Linked DNA regions of Zea mays: all the other regions are linked to region 1. Evidence: chromatin contacts called from public Hi-C data. All regions are on one chromosome and are shown on one strand. Each heading gives the region's core, a stretch centred on a gene start, on an enhancer-like site or on the middle of the called end of the contact. The rest is flanking DNA. Distances are from core to core; before and after follow the strand shown. Region 1 holds the start of LOC103641749 (hapless 8). Region 2 holds the start of LOC100383053. Region 3 holds the start of LOC100282490.

The links. Hi-C and Micro-C count contacts between places; a contact is called where the count stands out from the background.
Region 2: a Hi-C map of leaf shows a contact between it and region 1, with 5 times the contacts expected there. The contact joins the promoter of LOC100383053 here to the promoter of LOC103641749 in region 1. A contact is called at or near these places in 3 of 25 Hi-C or Micro-C datasets (bundle sheath, ear and leaf).
Region 3: a Hi-C map of tassel shows a contact between it and region 1, with 4 times the contacts expected there. The contact joins the promoter of LOC100282490 here to the promoter of LOC103641749 in region 1. A contact is called at or near these places in 3 of 25 Hi-C or Micro-C datasets (ear, leaf and tassel).

Annotation. Positions count from the first base shown.
Region 1 is chr10:127,088,129-127,091,702 of Zm-B73-REFERENCE-NAM-5.0, forward strand. It overlaps LOC103641749 (hapless 8), which reads right to left and starts at 1,826. Exons shown (of 4, transcript XM_008665080.3): 1 at 1,516-1,826; 2 at 312-654. The coding sequence starts at 463.
Region 2 is chr10:127,509,162-127,512,735 of Zm-B73-REFERENCE-NAM-5.0, forward strand. It overlaps LOC100383053, which reads right to left and starts at 1,550. Exons shown (of 1, transcript NM_001175729.1): 1 at 1-1,550. The coding sequence starts at 1,499. The coding sequence ends at 6.
Region 3 is chr10:127,401,157-127,404,730 of Zm-B73-REFERENCE-NAM-5.0, forward strand. It overlaps LOC100282490, which reads left to right and starts at 1,771. Exons shown (of 9, transcript NM_001155399.1): 1 at 1,771-2,108; 2 at 2,653-2,753; 3 at 2,851-3,271. The coding sequence starts at 1,983.

The DNA of each region.
Region 1 (3,574 bases), core at 576-3,075:
TATTAAGCCAAGTTAATCTATGATCAGCCCATGTTTCGCTACAGTAAACATGTTCTAATCATGGATTAATTAGACTCAATAGATTCGTCTACAGAATTAGCCACTACTTATGCAATCAGCTTTATAATTAGGTTCTGTCTAATCCTTCAAATCGACATCCGAAAAACCAAACTAAACTTTAGACGGGGGTATCCAAACACCCCCATAATCGACGCACCATAAAGACAGAGATCCAGCATCAAGAACTTAAACACCAAAAATAATCTATCTCCCAAGGTACTGAATCAAAGGTATATATATCTCTCTTTCACCTTATGGAGAACTTGGGATAAGGTTGGACCAGATCTCTGGGATCCTGGCTCGGCGGCCCCTCGGCCACGGAGGTTGCCGGATCAGTGCTCACACCCGGGCCAGTAGACTTGAAGGAACATGAGGGGCCTGAAGGCTGCTCACTGGATAACATCTGATGAACGCCTTCGCTGCTCGCCCCAGATCTGCTGCTGCTACAGTCGGCACTAAGAACCCAAGAGCTGTGAAGCAATTGGGTCTGCTCTTATCCTTACACTCCAGCATACCAAGTTGGTAAATTCAACAGGTGGAGTGCGAGAAACTTCGCTTCCTTGGCCGCCCACTATCTCAATTCTCATCAGGCACCTGCAGAAAGAAACCAAGGTACATATTATTTCATGTCCACACAACCAAACCAGCTGTTCTTTGGGAATATAATGGCATGATTTTATGCTGATCGATGCAGCAAGAGAGAGATAGATGCAGAGAGGAGAGGACAAGAGCGGAGGGAGCTGCCCTCGAAGTAGCACAAAAGCACATAAAATATCATCCCGGGGCAAGGTGGTGAACGGGCTAGTCTTGGAGCAGATTAAGGGGAAGTCTACACGGATCATGCAACTCTTGCAAAGGATTCGCAGAAAGGGAACAGCAGGAAGAAGACATGAACAGTTGCCAAGCACTGGAGGGTAGCTTGTATGGTAGTGCTTTCTTGATGGGGAAATAAATAGCAAAAGAAGAAAAGAGTAAAGGGAGCTTATTAACTAGAGATATGGCGAGAAACCAATAAAAAGTAAGGATTTTCTGTTGCTTCATCACTGGCCTAATCGGGGATTTATGTGGCTTGGATATGGACGACGAGGCATGGGAGGACGTACAGGAAGGAGTTCGAGAACGGGGGCCTAATCCGTACCAAATCTGGAAAAGGCAGATGCAGGGATCGGGAAACTTTGCCGGTAGCCAAGAACAACACAAGCAAGCACGAAAAGCAGCGGAGATCTAGCGCTCAGTCACAAGCAGTGAGAGAAGCACGCGAGAAATCCCAACTCCGCCTGAAGAGATCCATTCCGCAGACGCCAATCTTCCAGTTCCAGCGATGAGTCTCGTAAGGGGAAGCGACGCGCAAGAGCAGGGAAAAATCCAACAGAGCGGATTCAAGTCAAGCAAATCGAGAACCGCCTACGAAGTCACCGCACGTACTAACTCGGAGAACTCCGGCAGTTCTCTTACCTTTTCTTCACAGCCGCTCACCGAGCGGCGCCCGCGCGCGCGGGAGTGAGCATCCTGCCTGTAGATCCACGCAGCGAACAGGCGGGGAGGAGGGCGAGGGGCTCGGAGCTCTATGGTGGTGGTGGCTTCGATTTCTGGGGGCTGAAGCAGACGGAGAAGGGAGAAGAGAACAGGAGACGGGGGAGGGGAAGCGAGGCAAGGAAAAAGGGAAGAAATGTTTTTTTTTTGGCTTGCTATGTATTCCACCACCACTTTCTCTCTCTCGGCACCACGCTGTCTGTGTGCGAATAGCCGAATACTCTACTCGCTCGGTGGCAAGATAGATAACGCATTAGACGACGCATTATATTATATTTGATCATTTATTTTAGGGCCTATTTATTTAAGACTATAATCTATCCAAGTTTTAAATAAATTAGATTATATAATCTGATCATATCATATTATAATCCTACACAAACAAACAAACAGACTCTTAATCGGTTTTCTATAAATAATAAAGTAAATAAATCGTTATTAAAATATATCTAATAATAAATAATTAATATTTATATAACAATTTTAAAAAGGATGAACTATGTGTCTAAACGTTATAAAAAATATTGAGACAGAGAGTACTCCGAAATTGCTGCAGAAAAAAAAAAGATTAGAAGAGAGAAGGAAACGCCAACCACTCACACATAAAAGGCATCTGGTTCTCCACCAAGCCAAGCCAAAGGCGGGGCTGGCTAGCTGGCTGTACTCACTCGGTCACGCCTTGTGTTTCCAATTTATTCTGAAATATTTATAATTTATTTTAAAGCAAGTATATTTCTAGATATAAGACGATCTAGCTAGTTTTTTATATTTCTTATTTCTAAAGTGAATGGTTTTTTATAATTCTTTATTGAAACTTTAAAAGTGTATTTATTTTAGAACGGAACGAATACTGTTAGCTGCAGCCGTTCAAGAGGTGTATTTGCTTTTGAAGCGAGGAAAAAGAGGAGGCTCAGACTCATAGAGAGAGAAAGGGGAGCGCTGACGCAAGAAAATATGTGGGTTTTTTGTCGTATTCTACATTAACTATATTTATTTATATTTCGATCGTATTGAGTGCTCTTTCTCTCTCTTACCTTCTCTCTGTTGTCATCGATGGCCTTGTCTATATTTTCCACGCAACAATCGCTCTTCGCGAGGGTATATTTGGCCATTTCGAAAATTCTATTTTAAACCAACCACCACTATTCGATTTTGTTTTTTTACTACGAAATTAAGGGTCAAGATCCTTACAACGGAACTATTGATACTGCATAAATTTGCCATCTATCTGGCTTTAACGGGATTTTACACATTTTAGAAGTAATGAAAAAATGTTTCACTCCTTAAAATTTAATAACTATTTCATTAAACTAAAAAATACTAAACTAATGCCAAAGTTTTATATAAAATATAACACATCTTCTAGTTTTAATATAGAAATATAATGCAACGCTAGGACCTAGTTTTTGCCATCGAAAAAAATACAAGATGGCCTTAGAAATCACAAGTTGATAGTTCAATGCTAAGGACCCATAGTTTTAAAATTATGTAGCAAAAAATAAACTCGAACCAAAACTTCTCTTTTACTTTTAATACACTAAAGTGGTTGCTATTTATAATTGTGTAATCACTCCTCATGTTTATGGTTTTATAATGGACATAACTCTTTGTATAGACATTGAGGTACAGAGACACTTAGATGGAAGAGACCCGCTAATATGTCCATAATACCCACAACAATATGACATCAAGCTATTCCTCACTAAAGGACAAAACCTTATGCACTCCATGTAGGATTTGCAACTTGTACTTTTCTAGACAGTCCCTAAGGATCAGACCCATATCCAGAAAATATATTATAGAAAAGAGTTACATCCATGTTTACGATCGAAACCTCAGATGAAGCAAAATAATTTGAGTTCGTGTTTCCTAGTTAAATCCCTGTATAGTAATTGTTGTAGACTAGGCCGAGATAAAAAAAGTTCTGTTATAAGGATAGTTCTTTGACTCCTCATGAAGAATTCCCTCACTAGGAAACAAT
Region 2 (3,574 bases), core at 300-2,799, 420 kb after region 1:
CGCAGTCATTCTTCCATGTCTTGTGCAAGATCTGCTCGTGCTCTTGCTCGAGTTTGATAAATTTTTCTTCCTCCACTGCTGTTGCTGCTGCTGACACTATTGCTGTAGCAGTTATTGATGCTCATTACATCGCTCAAGAAATACCAGCAGATTGTGCTATGCGGATGCCCAGGTAAAAAGCCAACAGGAGGAACCCTGCACGGCGTGGACCTCCCAGATTCCATGTCAAAAACCATGCCTTGATCCCTACCACGCCCACCAATCCAGTAGACACAGTTGCCCCTCAGTCCTGGCACACCCTCTCCATACATCGACACCGCATTGTTCCTTCCCACAAAAAGCGAGTGACCTCCCAGGTCCTTCACCACATCCCAGCAAGGCCGCCGTCGAGGATAATACCTCAGCACCAATATCTCATTTTCAGCGACGCGATGCTGACCTCCTGCAGGCAGCTGCAAAGTAACAGTGCAGCTTGCGTTCCTCCAAACTTGGTACAGATTGCCCTCACAGAACACCAAGTTCTTCGCACTAGTGAACGACGAGACAGTGTCATAAGGTGGAGCAAAGACAGTGGCAGGGTTGAACGGGAGGTTGGCCTCAGACAACAGGGGCTCAACAGTGGCCGGCGCATTTAGGTGTGGTCCTTGCGATTCAGGTGGAACTTTCTTATATGGGATGAGTGTCTCTGCACAGAAGGTCACCCTCAGTGGAATAGTTAGATCCTGGTCTCTTGGCCGGGCCTGTTCATAGCGCATCATCCGAAAATTGCGCTGATGTTGCCAACGCAGTGGGCGGAATGTAATTGTGCGCTCATTAGGTTGTGGTGACTGGAGAACAGAGAACTCTGGCTCCGAGGATCCTGCTTCATCAGCGTTGGCAGGCTTCCGGCGCCGGCGCTCAGGAAGACGGAGCACATGCACGTCCCCGCACTTGGTGAGGCAAAAGACCTTACCTTTGTCGGTGTATACGACGTCGGTGAGCTGGTCCCCGCAGGTGAGGCGGACGGGGTCCATGACGGCCCACCTCCTGGCACCGGCGGTGACGTACGCGATCCTGTCGATATCGCAGATTGCCGCGGCGGCGAAGTCATCCTTGGCGGGGCTCGGGGTGAAGACGACCTTGGAAACCCAGCGACTCTCGTAGATCAGCGGCGGGAGGAGGATCTCCACAGCGGCGATGGGGTTGAGGAGCACGAAGACGGTCTTGCCGTTGAAGAGGACGACGGAGAGCGCGATCCAGCCGTTGCTGGAGCCAATGCAGCGGCTTCCCGAGACGATGGCGGTGAGCTCGAATGACCTCCGCGTGGGGAGGGAGGCAGCGTAGGGGCAACAGCGAGCGTCGTCAGCGACCACGAGGAGCGCGGGCGACGGCGGCGGAAGCGCGCAGCGCCACGCCGTGCAGACGCCCCGCGCGCTGGCGTACCACTTGAGGTCGAGCCGGTCTCCGATGCGGCAGAGGAGATCTGCCGGCAGGTCTGCCCAGCGCCGTAACGGTGCCATGGCGACCGGCGGATTCGAGATGCTAGGGTTTGGGAAGGGCGGATGCAGGCGATTCCCCTGCCGGGGAATTTACGATCCATTGTTCGGGTGAGGGATTTTACGAAGGAGCCCTCTCAATTACGATACGTTAGCGGAACGGTCCAACGGCTGATAGAGAAGGAACCGGAACCCCTGCAGCCCTGCCTTTGTCCAGCGTCCACCGTGTCCAACAAATTTAATATTTTAAAATAAATAAATATATAATTTGATGTTAATCTTTTATTATGTTGTTAAGCATATCTATACTACCTATTAAGGCTCTAAGGGGTAGGCTGTCTCTGCTTGGTTCTGCCTTCTGACGATCTCAACCGTCCAATACGCTTTAGAGTCTCTCAGCCGTCCGATGCGCACGCTCTCACCCCCCACGCATCGCCCCGCCCCCACCACGGATCCCGCATCCCCCACGGATCCCGCAGCCGCGCCGCAGCCGCTCCCTCCCGTGCTCCCTTCGCGCCCGCCCATGGATCTCCAACAGCGAGCGCCGCCGCCGCCTCGCCTCGGCAAACCCGGCTCCAGGGCGACAGCTCCCGCCGGTGGGACCTCGTGTTCAGCGTCGTGAAGCCGTCCGTGATCCAGCTGCGGGGGCCCACCAAGGTCAGCGTCTTCATCGCCAGCAACGACGCCGAGCAGGCCTGCAACTTCAAGATCACCGGCATCTACCACGACGGTACAAACCTTGCACCTTCTTCGACTCTTCCCGTCCGATTTGACTATCTAAAACTGTTGTTTCTGATTCGGTGCGCTGGCGATCTGGTCGCCCGCAGGGAGTTCGTGAAGAAGAACTATGGTGACATCAAGGCCCGCAACCCCTCCCTCCCCTTCCTTGTCCGCGAGTGCTCCGGTGTCCAGCCCCAGCTCTGGGCGCGCTACGGTACGCGTGCATCTATTTCGTCCTCTTTCTCCTGCTGTGGCTAAAGATTTGATTTTTATTGGTTGGGGCATTTTTGGGTGAATTTCATATCTTTGTCTGCCCTGTGAAATGGCTCAATCTGCCCTGTGCATTTGGGGGAAGAGGAATTTAGGCAATTATATTTATGAGAAATAAGTTCATAAATGTAAGTTCCATGTTGGTTTGTCATACTCAACTACAAAACTGCTAGAGTCTGTGCAATGGTAACCTGTTGGGGCCAATCCGTACGTTTATATGTGCTCTGCATCATCATCCTGGTTGATCACAGTGGTCCATACCAGCATTTTGTTCAGTTTACTGCTAAATTTCTGGTGGAGCTCCCTGTGGTTTTATGTGATGTTCAATATTATTGTAGAGTAGACAATTACAGTCATGGCTAGACTGATCCTCCACACATTCAGTGTCTTGTATTCCCCCTGTTCCAAATTAAATGTTGCATTAGCTTTGTCCTAAGTCAAACTTTTTTTTTATCTTCGACCAAGTTTATGGAAAAATGCACCAACATCTACAACGTCAGATTAGTTTCATTAAATTCACCATAAAATATGTTTTGGTACTTTAGTATTGAACCTGTAGATGTTAATATAGCTTCCTAAATGTTTGGTCAATTTACATAAGTTTGGCACAGAATTAATCTAAAGTGATCTGTAATTTGGAACGCGGGGCATAGATTGTGTTTTGTTTCCTCAGTTGGCTTACACAGTTTGATTTTATATATTAATGACATGATTTAGTTTCACATCCATATTACAGTTCATGTAGTAAATAAAATACCATGAAATTTGCTCTTAAAAAGTTAAGCGCACTATGACCAGAAGCACATACGAAACTATACTAAACTAGGTCAGGAGTGCTAAGCCTTCAAAAGACTTATGATCTGTTGCTTATAATCCCCAAACCCAGCTTATTCGATATGTGCAGTAAGCTATTCTTTTAACTTAGTATTTTGTGGTCTTTCTAACTACCGAGAACCGCCAGGATTACGGAAATATCATAATTCCAAAAGGTCAAGATACCATAAAACCCTATCTTAGTTTGTGTAACAGGAGTACCAGATGTGGTTGCTGGTGCAGGCTTGGTTTGTGGACCAAAATACATGCAAGAATGTGAGATGAGGAGGTAACCA
Region 3 (3,574 bases), core at 521-3,020, 310 kb after region 1:
CGGTGTGCACCGGACTGTCCGGTGTGCCAGCGGAGCAACGGCTTCCTGCGGTGCATTTAATGCGCGCGCAGCGCGCGCAGACGTCAGGCACGCCCATACCAGTGCACCGGACATCAAACAGTACATGTCCGGTGTGCACCGGACACCCAGGCGGGCCCACAAGTCAGAAGCTCCAACGGCTAGAATCCAACGGCAGTGATGACGTGGCAGGGGCACCGGACTGTCCGGTGTGCACCGGACTGTCCGGTGCGCCATCGAACAGACAACCTTCCAACGACCACTTTTGGTGGTTGGGGCTATAAATACCCCAACCACCCCACCATTCATTGTATCCAAGTTTTCCACTTCTCAACTACTACAAGAGCTAGGCATTCAATTCTAGACACATTCAAAGAGATCAAATCCTCTCCAATTCCACACAAAACCCTAGTGACTAGTGAGAGTGATTTGCCGTGTTCATTTGAGCTCTTGCGCTTGGATTGCTTCTTTTCTTTCTCACTTGTTCTTGAGATCACAACTCCATTGTAATCAAGGCAAGAGGCACCAATTGTGTGGTGGCCCTTGCGGGGAAGTTTTGTTCCCAGCTTTGATTTGAGAAAAGAAGCTCACTCGGTTCGAGGGATCGTTTGAGAGAGGGAAGTGTTGAAAGAGACCCGGCCTTTGTGGCCTCCTCAACGGGGAGTAGGTTTGCAAGAACCGAACCTCGGTAAAACAAATCTCCGTGTCTCACTTGCTTATTCGCTTGGGATTTGTTTTGCGCCCTCTCTCGCGGACTCGTTTATATTTCTAACGCTAACCCGGCTTGTAGTTGTGTTTATATTTGTAAATTTCAGTTTCGCCCTATTCACCCCCCTCTAGGCGACTATCAGCAACAAACACCCCCTATACGCCGCAGCGCTGCCCCCTACGGTGCCCCCTACCGCTGCCACACGCGCCCTCCTCTTCTCTCTCCCGCTGGATCCAGCGTGTGCTCGTCTCCCCCCTTCTATTGTGTTGTGGGTCCGACTCTAATTGTTAGTAGAAGAAATATTGATAGTGGATAAAAAGTAGTATATGAAATAATATTTTATGATTGTAGCGGGATATAGGGAGAGAAAATAGTGGAAACCGTTGCGGGAGATGAAAAAGTAGGAGGTGAAATATTGATGATGTGACGCAAAAAGTGATATATAGGGAAAAATTTAGGGGTAACCGGTACGGACAGTCTAAGGTTGTCCGCAGTCGCGTCCGCCGGGCCGCCCCCTCCCCTCGATCTGGCGGCTACATAAGCCCCCTACGGCTGCAACAGCGTCCTCTACAAGGCCCTCCACGCAGCAGATGTGAACAGGAACACGCGGCAGCCAGCGTGAGTTTGCCGTCCCCCTTCAACTGTAAATTTGTACAATTGTTTTTTAATAGGTGAATAAAAATGGTAATAGATGATAAATATGGTTGGATAATGATATTTTATAGTTGTAGTTGGGTATAGAGAGAGAATATAGAGGAAACCGCTGTGGAAGATGAAAAAGTAGAGAATAATATGTTAATGATGTGACGAAAAAAATGACTTATGAGAAGAAATTGAGGGAAAACCGCGCGGTAAAGTCTAAAGGAATCAAACGACCTTAAGTTTTCTCGAGCCAATTGGATCGGGTTAGTGGCCCATGATTGGTGTAGCTGCATCAGTTTGTCCAGTATCAGGCCCAAAATCGCACCGCACGAGAGAACCTCAGCGAAGGCGCAAAGCAACCAAGTACTACTAACACGCGCGCGGCCGCACGGCCGCACCGCACCGCACCGCACAATCGACCGTCCCCGCGACGGTCCAGACTGCAGAGAGACCAGACCCCAACGCCGCTCGCGTTCGGGCGCGGCCCTTCCCCCGCCGCCCTCACCACCCTCCCTCCCCGCCGCTTCCGCCCCGTAGGACGCGGCCACGTTCGCCGCCTCAAACTGTTGGTGCTGTGGCTGGGGCGAGAGGAGCGGCGGCGCTAGGGTTTCCCATGGACGGCGGCGAGGATCGGACGTTCAAGGCGAACTTTACCGGCGAGGGGGTGACGATGCTGCAGGACCGCGTCAAGGAGAAGCTCAGGGAGCTCATGGGCGACTACTCCGACGACACCCTTGCCGTGAGCGCCCCGCTTCCCTTTCCCACACCGCGGCACGATACCCGATCCGTTGCTAAAACCCTAGCGTCGCACATGCCATCTGTGGAATGCGGTTCTATAGCGGACGGTGCGCGGCTCTCTGGATTTTGCGGAATCGCGTTTCGAATCGCGCATTTGGTATTGCCTTTCTTTAGTATCGTGTGCTGTGGGCATGTTATGGGGTTTAGCGTGGGTTATGTGCTCCGGAGATTGGAGGCACACGATCCCCTACCCCACTCCACGTTTTATATATTGGATTGTGTAGTGGGGATAGCTGGCATTTGGCTGCCTATGCAATCAGCTACTCTATGTTCTCGAGGGAAGTGACTTTGTATTGTTGCGCACCTATCAACACCTCTGGTGTGTCCGGAGTGGAGGTTAAAGTACTTGGTTGCTTTCTTTCAGTTTTCAATATTGTGATGTACAATTTATATTGTTGGTAATTGGTATTATGCCTGTTCTTTTCTCGATGTAGCAAACCCATAACCCATCATTATTGCTGATCTATCTATATCTTGTTGCTCAGGAGTATGTTGTAGTGTTGCTAAGGAATGGGAGACGCAAGGATGAGGCTGCAAAGGAGCTACAGGTTTTTTTAGGCGATGACAATGATGCATTTGTATCCTGGTTATCTTCGTTCACCTGAAACTGTCCTGTTTCATTTTCTTTTCATGTGCCATGCATTTTCTCTGACAACGCCATGAATCTATGTACAATTTTGCAGGTTATGGGACCATCTGTCCTCAAATCTGCACCTTTATGTTCATGCTAAATCTGCCTCTTCTAAGGATGATGTTAAAAGCACTCACAGTGCTGCCAGAGGATTGCCTGTTCACAGTGTGACAAGCAGCATGCAAGTTAATCATGAACCTGAAGCTGAAACCCAGAAGACAGTGGTGACTCATAAAAAAAGAGATTGGGGTCATCAAAAAAGAGATTGGGGAACAATTGATCGAGGTCAATCAGAAGCAGTTCCTCTTAGAAGCGTTGTAGCCAATGTTTCTCATGTGGATGAAAAGGATTTTCACAAATCACATGCAGATGAAAAGGCTTTTCATAAATCACATTCTCTAAGACGAACCCGCTCGCCTGACATGCATAACCACAGAAAGAGGAGCAGAGAGGCAGATGTGCAGTCTACCAAGGTTTCTGATCCTCTTCAATTCATGCTTATTTTGCATGCTTGAGCGACATTTACAGTATCTTCTATTTTTTGTATGTGCATTTGCTAATTGTCATTCATAACAGATGGTCTCATATGAAACATATGAATATGACTAGCTTTATGTCCCTTATAGTCTTCAAAATACTATAAATTCTTACATTGTAATAGATTTCCATTTCTGTATCGCTATTACTGCCTACATATGGAATAAAGTGCATTTCCCTGTCTACACAACGTGTAGCCCGTTTGGGGTTTTATAACAATAAAACCTCGGGGTATAACT